2 separate regions of the Zea mays genome follow, and region 2 is linked to region 1. A link is a contact called in public Hi-C data. All regions are on one chromosome and are shown on one strand. The core of a region is the stretch at or near the end of the contact, and the rest is flanking DNA. Distances in the headings are between cores, read along the strand shown.

The links. Hi-C and Micro-C count contacts between places; a contact is called where the count stands out from the background.
Region 2: a contact with region 1 is called in a Hi-C map of ear, with 2.8 times the contacts expected there. The contact joins the promoter of LOC100193371 here to the promoter of LOC100272870 in region 1. A contact is called at or near these places in 3 of 25 Hi-C or Micro-C datasets (ear, endosperm and leaf).

Annotation. Positions count from the first base shown.
Region 1 is chr4:7,656,494-7,660,628 of Zm-B73-REFERENCE-NAM-5.0, forward strand. It overlaps LOC100272870 (Acidic endochitinase), which reads left to right and starts at 1,311. Exons shown (of 1, transcript NM_001147323.2): 1 at 1,311-2,420. The coding sequence starts at 1,341. The coding sequence ends at 2,246.
Region 2 is chr4:7,964,049-7,968,787 of Zm-B73-REFERENCE-NAM-5.0, forward strand. LOC100193371 reads right to left here and starts at 3,086. Exons shown (of 8, transcript NM_001138501.1): 1 at 3,074-3,086; 2 at 2,206-2,538; 3 at 1,272-1,343; 4 at 609-673; 5 at 386-527. The coding sequence starts at 2,478.

The DNA.
Region 1 (4,135 bases), core at 61-2,560:
ATACCCATAATTGGCATGTCTGTGGACCCCATGGCACCACCCATCTAGGGCTTGTTCGGTTTGGAGGGGTTTAAGGGGGATTGGAGGGGATTAAATCCCCTCCTATTTAAATTTGTATAGAAGGGGATTGAATCCCCTTCAATCCCTCTCAATCCACCCCTAACCGAACAAGCCCCTAATCGGCCATGCATGGATCCTCGTAGACCCAACATTGTAGACACTCCACTAAAGGCTACTTTGAAACCTTAAATTCCCTTCGGGATTAGAGAGGATTGAGGTATAAATGAACTAATTTCCTGTCCAATCCTCTTCAATTTCGAAGTGAATTTGAGTTTCCAAACTAGCCTTAAAGACACCCTACTAAAGGTTTGTTCGGTTAAAGGTAAATTGAGAGGGATTAGATGAAATTAAATCCCCTCCTAATTGAGAGGTGGATTGAGGGAGATTAAAAGAGGATTTAATACCATCCATTTCCCTTCAATCCACTCCTAACCGAACAAGTGATATATATAATTGATCATATTTCATTTGTTATTAATGTAAAACATTATCAATTATACGCATTGTTAGATATAAAAAATGTTATATATACACTAAAATGAATATATTTATACAACGAACGATCTCCTGACAAGATAATTATTTATTTTATAAACTATTATATTAAAACATCGTTACATGTAAATTTAACGAGTCACTACGGGGAATAGGTATAGAGAATGTTTCCCATCTCCATCCCGTTTAACCGGCGGGGAAATTAGAGAAGAAACTTCACTATCCTCACCCTTTAGAGCTTGTTTGGGAGTAAAGGTAATGAAGTGGATTGAAGGACCTATAATCCTCCACTATTCAATTTTAGATAGCAAGGGATTATAGTCCTATCAATACCTTTCATTTCACTTGCTTCCAAACAAGCCCTTAATGAAAAAATTTCCTACGAAGAATAAAAGATCAGATCCCATTACCATCTCTACTCCACACACAGAATAGTCGGGAAATGGCTATGTGCCAGGCTGTTTTGCAGCAGCCAGCAGTGGTCAAACCTCGCCGGCTTTCTGGCGCGGTCAGCGTCGTCGTCGATCACCGACACATGGGTCAGCATGTGCATGCTCATCTGCTGCGGTGCTGTCCCCCACTCTCTCAGTCTCACTGACGAGATGCTTCTGCAAACCCTTTTTCTATGTATGGATAATATAATATCGTCAACGAAGAACACATGTGTCTGCTACTACCAATAATCATCATGGCCCTCGTCACCTTAGCTACTCCGATCCATGCATAAATACACGTGCTCCGCGCCCGCAGTCTTCACCCATCAACCCACACTCCAGCACATAGCAATGGCGTTCACGCGGCGGCGTCCGTGCGGCATCCTCCTCCTCTCCCTGCTGGCGGCATCCGGCTCGCTGTCGCTGGCCGCCACCGGCCCGGGCGACGTGGCCGTCTTCTGGGGCCGGAACAAGGACGAGGGCACGCTGCGCGAGGCCTGCGACACGGGCACCTACACCACCGTCATCATCTCCTTCCTCCGCGGCTTCGGCCACGGCGCCGCCTACTACTCGCTCGACCTCTCGGGCCACCCGCTCGCGGGCGTCGGCGCCGACGTCAAGCACTGCCAGGCCAAGGGCATCCTCGTGCTCCTCTCCATCGGCGGGCCGCCCAACACCAACACCGGCGCCGGCGCCGGCTACTCCCTCCCGTCCGCGCGGGCGGCGGCGGACCTCGCCGCGTACCTGTGGGACGCCTACCTGGGCGGCTCGCGCGCGGGGCTGCGCCGCCCGTTCGGCGACGCGGCGCTGGACGGCGTCGACCTGTACATCGACCAGGGCGGCGTCGACGGCCACTACGACGAGCTGGCCAGGCGCCTCTACGCCTACAACAGGAGCTACCGCGGCAGGCTCGGGGTGACGCTGACGGCCACGGTGCGGTGCGCGTACCCGGACCCGCGCGCGCAGGCGGCGCTCGCCACGGGGCTCGTCTCCCGCGTCCACGTCCGCCTGTACGGCGACCTCAAGTGCACCTGGTCCGACCGGGAGGCGTGGGAGAAGTGGGCCGCGGCGTACCCGGCCAGCCGCGTGTTCGTCGGCGTCGTGGCGTCGCCCGAGGCGGACAAGGACGCGTACATGTTCCAGAAGGACCTCTACTACAACGTGCTGCAGTTCGCCCAGAAGGCGCCCAACTACGGTGGCCTCATGATCTGGGATAGGTACTACGACAAGATGAACCACTACATCAGCAGCAGCTAATAATTAAGCTTCCCATCCACATCCATCCACATCCACCCGGTTTATCACCTAATATATAATAGTATTATTGTATTTTTCTTCTTAACTTTATAATACACTGTAATGTAATAATGTGATGATCTGATGATCCACCAACGGAATAAAATGGTCAGCTTCCAGCCGGTGGGCCGCGCCACTCCGTCGCCTGGTCTCTGGGCCTGCAGCGCCGCGCCGCTCCTGGCTCGCGCGCGCGGAGCGACCTGCACCGCTACGTCTTGGGCCTGTCCGGGCTGGGCCGCCTCCTCGGCTGCTCTGCCTGGACTCAGGCTTAGGGACGATAATGGGCCCCGATCCCGATTCCTCGTGGTGCATGTTTTCCCTATTAAGATTAGCTCAAATTGATAAAATAAAAACAAGATTAATAATAACCAAAAGCGAAGGAATCAAAACAGCAACAGAAGCAACAACGCCTCGCAAGACAAAGGCGCGTGATTCAAGGAGAGTAAAGGGAGAAACTGAAAACTAACAGCCAGTAAAAGTTGCGGCCACCAAAGAAAACTGTGTGCCCCTTTTCTCCTTAAACTAAGGAAAAAAGTTATCATGCCGAACAAAATAGGATTCCTTAAGATAAGATAAGATATGGCAGAAAAAAAAAACTATGACAACCTCCTTATATCAAGGGCTGTAGTATGGAAACTTAAATCTACTTGGAGATTCCCGGTGTTTGAGTCAGAAAATGAGCTAATTTCCCATTATTCAACAACTTCAAGTAACGATGTCAACAAGTCCTACGCTCAGAATAAGAATATTGCTAGTCTTTGATCACTTAGTAGAAAAATCCTCGAACCATGTCCTCCACATCACTGGCAGGGGGCATCACCGCCCGCGCTACAACAGTCCAGCTGAAGGAAAGGGTGGCGTGTAGGACGTAACCTGGAAGCGATTTGTTTAACTAAGCGATCCCATTTCGCTCTGCTCCAATTTGTACATTGACCCGTTACAATTCGTATTTATGGGAATTCCGATCGTTTTCGATTTTTATTCTTCATAAATGTGGAAATTGGATGGAAACAATATGGGTGTTTTCTGACTGTTTTCACTTTTCCCGTTTTTAGTCATGATATCCCGCTTTTATTCACATATAATATCCTATTTTAGACAATATAATGAACAAACCATAGACAACTATGTCACATCACAACAAACTAATCCATAATTAATTATTTTCTTTCGTACCCATATGTATATTATAATATATTGCTTTTATATGTCTAGATGAGATGTATCAATCAATTGCAATACTACTTTATTTTTATACTCTATGCGTCAATGTTTTTGCTTTTTATGTCTGATTTCAATCCGTTATCTATTTATTCTGTTCGTTTTGGTTCTTTTTCGCTATACCGCTAGTCCGTTTTCGACCCCGTTTCTAAAATAAAATGTGACAATGAAAATGGAATAGGAATTATCCCAACTAACCCCATTCATTTTCATCCCTAGTGCTGAAACAGTCCTTGCTGTGTTATGTTACGTAGTTTGCATTTCATTTTTGTAGATAGCGTTGACATGTTAAGATGATACATGGATACATAAAACTAACGTGAAAGGTTAAAAATCCTCGGTGTGTGAAACATAATTCACTATTTCGAAATAGTTTACAATTCAAGAGTGTTTGAGAAGATAACTTGACCTTCTTTTGACTTTTGTACTTCCCCGTTTTGCATTCTCTTTTAATTCCATGGTTCCATATATAGCACAAATTAAATGAATGGAACAACTGGAGTTCACTCTAAAGTTAATTAACTATTCCATAACAATAAATTATAGTCAACAAAACTTGTGTGCTATCAGTTTCACATCACTAAGGCTAACTCCAACAAGGATATGTAAAAATGGGAATCCAAGTACAC
Region 2 (4,739 bases), core at 1,836-4,335, 310 kb after region 1:
GTGCACCTGAACCCTGGCATGTGGTTTTTGATGATTTCAACTCTAGCCTACCCCCAACTTGCTTGGGACTAAAAGGCTCCATTGTTGTTGTAAACAAGTTGTGGCTTGTGAGCTAACCGTAAAATATATATAAAAGCATTGTCCTTCAATCCAAAAACAAAACCATCCTGAAATAGCTACTCCCTCCATTCCAAATTGTAAGTTGTTTTGTCTTTTTTAGATACATCATTTTAACATGTACCTACACATAGCATATATCCAGATACAAAGTGAAAGCTATGTACCTAAAAGGCCAAAACCATTTACAATTTGGAATCAAGGGAGTAGTATTGATACAACAGTTCAGGTAATAAATGGCAATAAGATCAGGAATTGGTAGACTTACAATAAGCGCAGCTGAACGGCAGAATGCAGCACCACTAGCATCTGTACTAGCGTAACCATCATACTCTGCCTCAAGAAGACGATGTTGGGCAGCTGCTACAGCAAGAATCCTTGGGTCTCGCAAATCCATAACCAAATCACCACTGAAAAATGGTTATTTGCTTAGATATGTTTAATTCTATTAACTTAAATAAAAATGGCAAAAAAAGTCCAAAATAACTTACTCAATGTCTATGGTTGTCTCATCTGGCTGAACACGAGGTGGCGCAGTGTAACCTGGCTTGTATTCCTACAGGTTATTACCAAGCCTAGAAAGAATCAGTATACGAAGAAAGGAAACTTTAAAATGCAGAGGTAAGGACCAAAGCATATTCTTTTTTTTTGGGGGGGGGAGGGGGGGGTAGGAAAATAGGTACAATCAATAATAGAGTCAATTCATAGTTGAATAAGAATATTGGACATACAAAACCAATTGACCAAAATAGGTGAACCAGATAAATACCATTTAAAACACACAAAATTATAATATGATCCGTCACTTTGTTAAATCACCATCCAAATTAAATCACTAGCCTAAAAACACTAAAGTCTAATACCACATGATCACAAACCTTCTAGTACAAACCCAGGTAGATAGAAAAGCACTGCACATGGTATCAAAGAATATGACAAGGACCTTGTATCATTTTAGTTCTAATTATTTGTAGTGCATAATACTAGTGACTAGTGAGGTGATCACGATAAAAACCCTTCGAGTAGAAGAAACATGGGCAACAAGACTTTAGAGATACAAATATCAACATATATACTATGCCAATTTTGCATCAGCAGATTCAGCACTAAAAAACTAGAACCAGAATAATGAACCTGAGAAAAACTTAACCAACCTCATGACAAATTTCACAAGTAGTGTCTCCTTTCTCGTTGCACCAGCGTTGCACGCAAGCTCTGTGAGCATACTGCACATGAAAATTAAAACTATAAATTCTTGAATGTGTCAAGTTTCACCAAAAAAATATTTAACTATATCACTCAGCATGAATAGAAAGAAAAAAGTTTCTTACATGATTACAAAAAGGTATAAAATAAATCCCAAGTTCTTTTATGGGTAAAATAATAGAAGAGAACACAAAGTTCCAACATCAGAAGGCTTCGCGGTAGAAGTTGAAAATGTCCATGAATAAACCATTAATGAAAAAGGAGCAAAGTGACTAAATAAAAAAGAACATGAAAGAACGCAGCGAGGATAGTCAGTTCAGAAGTCATTAATTACTATACTCTATCCAAAAAAACAGTCCAGATCAGAAATTCACATTAAGCATGATGATGACCTTAAACTGATAGATCATAAAATTCAGCCAGCTATGAACTGGAACCGTTGTGTTAGATATGTGTAGTGATAACATGCCTAGTTGCATAACATGGACCAACCAGCAGCTGAATCAACTGGTCCATTCCTGTTAGCAATGTGGTAGAAAAATAGTGCAACTCTACTGCATAGAGAAGTGAATGAATAACTTGGAGCTCTCCCAACAGAGCAGATATAGACAAGCAATATTACAGGATATGATGCAGTAGTGATTGGGGAGAGATGAGTGTGTTTCCTACAAGAGTGTCATGGTTATGAATGGAACCATGTGATCGTTTTGTGCTTTTTAATCAAGAAAACATGTCAATGGAAATGACAGACACATGTTAATGCAAAAAGAGAACCAAAAGCGAAAATTTTAATTGCAGGTACACCTCATGAACAACTGTGAAGCTTAAAGCTCTGTGGAGATAAGAATGGCATGCAGTAATTTAATTAAGTAGGGTGTAAACCTTGAGACTGCCGCTGCAAGCACACGGTTTCTCGAGGTTCTTCACGCTATCTTCCTCCTGGCATATGCGGCACTCCGCGGCCTGGATTAGCGGCTCCTCCTCCCCATCACCCTCCTCCTCCTCCTCCTCCTGGACCAAGTCAACAGCTGCTGACAAAGATGCAGCAGCCGGAGCCGAACCATTTGCATCCTCAGACAGCTTCTTGGAACCCCCGTCATCCTTGGATTTTGCTAAGCCGTTCACGTCAACCACCACATGGTCGTCACCAGCCATCCCAAATCCCTCCTCCCTCTGCAGCGCTTGTTGCCGCCTCTGCACGCAGGAACCGATCTCCTGGTAGGAATATGCGCGCGGCAAGGGTAAGAATAAATGAATGATCAGATGTTACTCTCACTAAAAATCAACGCGATGGTAGCACGGTCGAGAATAGCGTCGACATATGTAATTGACCTTAAGATGCGATACAGGGGCAGTGCTGCTGACCCGTGCCTAAAAATGGAGAGCCTCCATTTCGAAGAGCAGGGTATACCGCCCTCCCCCGTTTACTGAAACTGGACTGCTGGAGTCGGGACTCGGGAGCCGACACTAATGAACCCTAGCAACAGCTCTGCCTCCAGCTCCATGGCCCCCGAACCTAAGCAGAAACTGGACCTCTACATGCGAATCCCACGAGGACCACGAGCCGGCAGGCGGCGAGAACGAGGGGAACCCCATCCCCCACGCGAGAAGCGACGGCAGCGAGACAGGACACGAAAGGGTACACGCCACACGCAGCGCCGGCCCGACCGACCGGCGCCTTTGCAGGCGCGGGGAACCGCAGTCCCCCCACGCGGGATCTAGCGCCGCCGGAAGGGCGACGGGGACGTACCTCACCGACGGCGACTTCAGCGGCGGCCCTCCCTCTCTTCCCCTTCCCGTCCGGTCGTCGCACGGCTTGGAGACTACAAATTCCGAGCTTTTTTTTTGGTTCCTTCTCTCTCCTTCCAGCTCTGGTTTTTTTTTCCTTCGTGTCTTTTTCCCCTCTTGTAGTTGTAGCCTGTAGGACTGGACGGGAAAGCGTCTGCGCGCAACGGTCAAACGCGGCGCGCGTCTTCATTGCAGGCCCTATGGGCCCGACCCCCTCCAGCCTCCGGATCCCGATCGGACGGCGCCGCCCAGTCTTCCTTCGCCGTCAGCCAGGCTCACGGCGGCTCTTCTTCAATTTACCTGACGTTGACGGACGGCGCGTCGTGTTGGTGGTGGCGTGGCGTCAGGAAGGGAACGGGTCGTTTGCCGCGTACGGCCTCCAACCGCGTCGCCCGGCCGTGCACGCTCCGTGTGATCACGTCATCACACAGTACTCACACGCTCTCCCGGCCTCCAGCCGGTCGTTGCACTTTCATCTCCGCCCTCGGATTTATTTTTAGAAAATAACCTTTTTAAAATGTTTCTAAAAATAATATTTTTTTCCTTAACGAACATGTTGGTCGCATCTTTCTTTATTGAAGCGGCTAAATAGAATTGCCGCGTCAATCTTTCTTGCATAACAGTCTTCTAAGCTGACAGGTCAAAGGTTACTAGGTTAGCCACATATTAGGCTCCTTTAGGTAGGCTCTTCCTATGCCACCTCAGCACGGATTTCTCTGACAAAACAACTTTCTATATTTTTATAAAGAACTCTAAAAAAAGCACCATGTTTACATCTGTTGGTGACTTTTTCGGGCGCCAATCACTAAACAAGAACCGCGGCGGTGCTCTCTGCACAGGAGCGGACGGTCCGCGGCCAGGGGCCGGACGGTCCACGACCTGGCGCAGGGCTTAGTTTTTTCTGCCTGACGGTCCGCGCACTGAGGCCGAACGGTCCGCGCGTGCGCAGGGGCGGCGGAAGTCGCCGGCGGCGCCTGGATCTCGCTCCCGAGAGGGAATCCGTCGGGGAGGAGAGATCCTAGGTGTTGTCTAGGTTCGGCAGACCGACCTAGACTCCTCTAATCGACGTAGAGTCGAATAGAAGCGGAGAATTTGGGGATTGGAAGACTAAACTAAAATTAGACTAGAACTACTCCTAAGATAAAATGTAAATTGTATTGATTGTAGGTTCAATTGATTATATAAATCGGTCGTATTCCTTTGTTTTTATAGAGGAGAAGGGCTGGACCCTTTACAAACAAACTCTCCGAGCTAATTCCGTGAATTTCGTCAATAAACACAGCAAGAAACTCGGAACCCTAATCTGTTCTGCGCGCGCGCGGACCGTCCGGCCCCAGGGCCGGACCGTCCGGCGGCTCAATTTGGTGACCAACATATGCCCCCTGCCTTTTGGTGGAGCTGAGCAAACCAAAAGCAACTAACTCGATATGATTACATCGGTTTTCTTAACATCTTGCCACATAATAGGATGGTACTGCTTGAGGAAACGTCCATTTAAAGCTTTGGGCAAATCTTTGTCTTGTAATGTTTGTAATAAATAGGCGTTACCAGATATTACCTGTTTTACTTTGTATGGACCCTCCCAGCTTGGCGACCATTTCCTAAACTTTCGGTCTTTATTTCTTAGA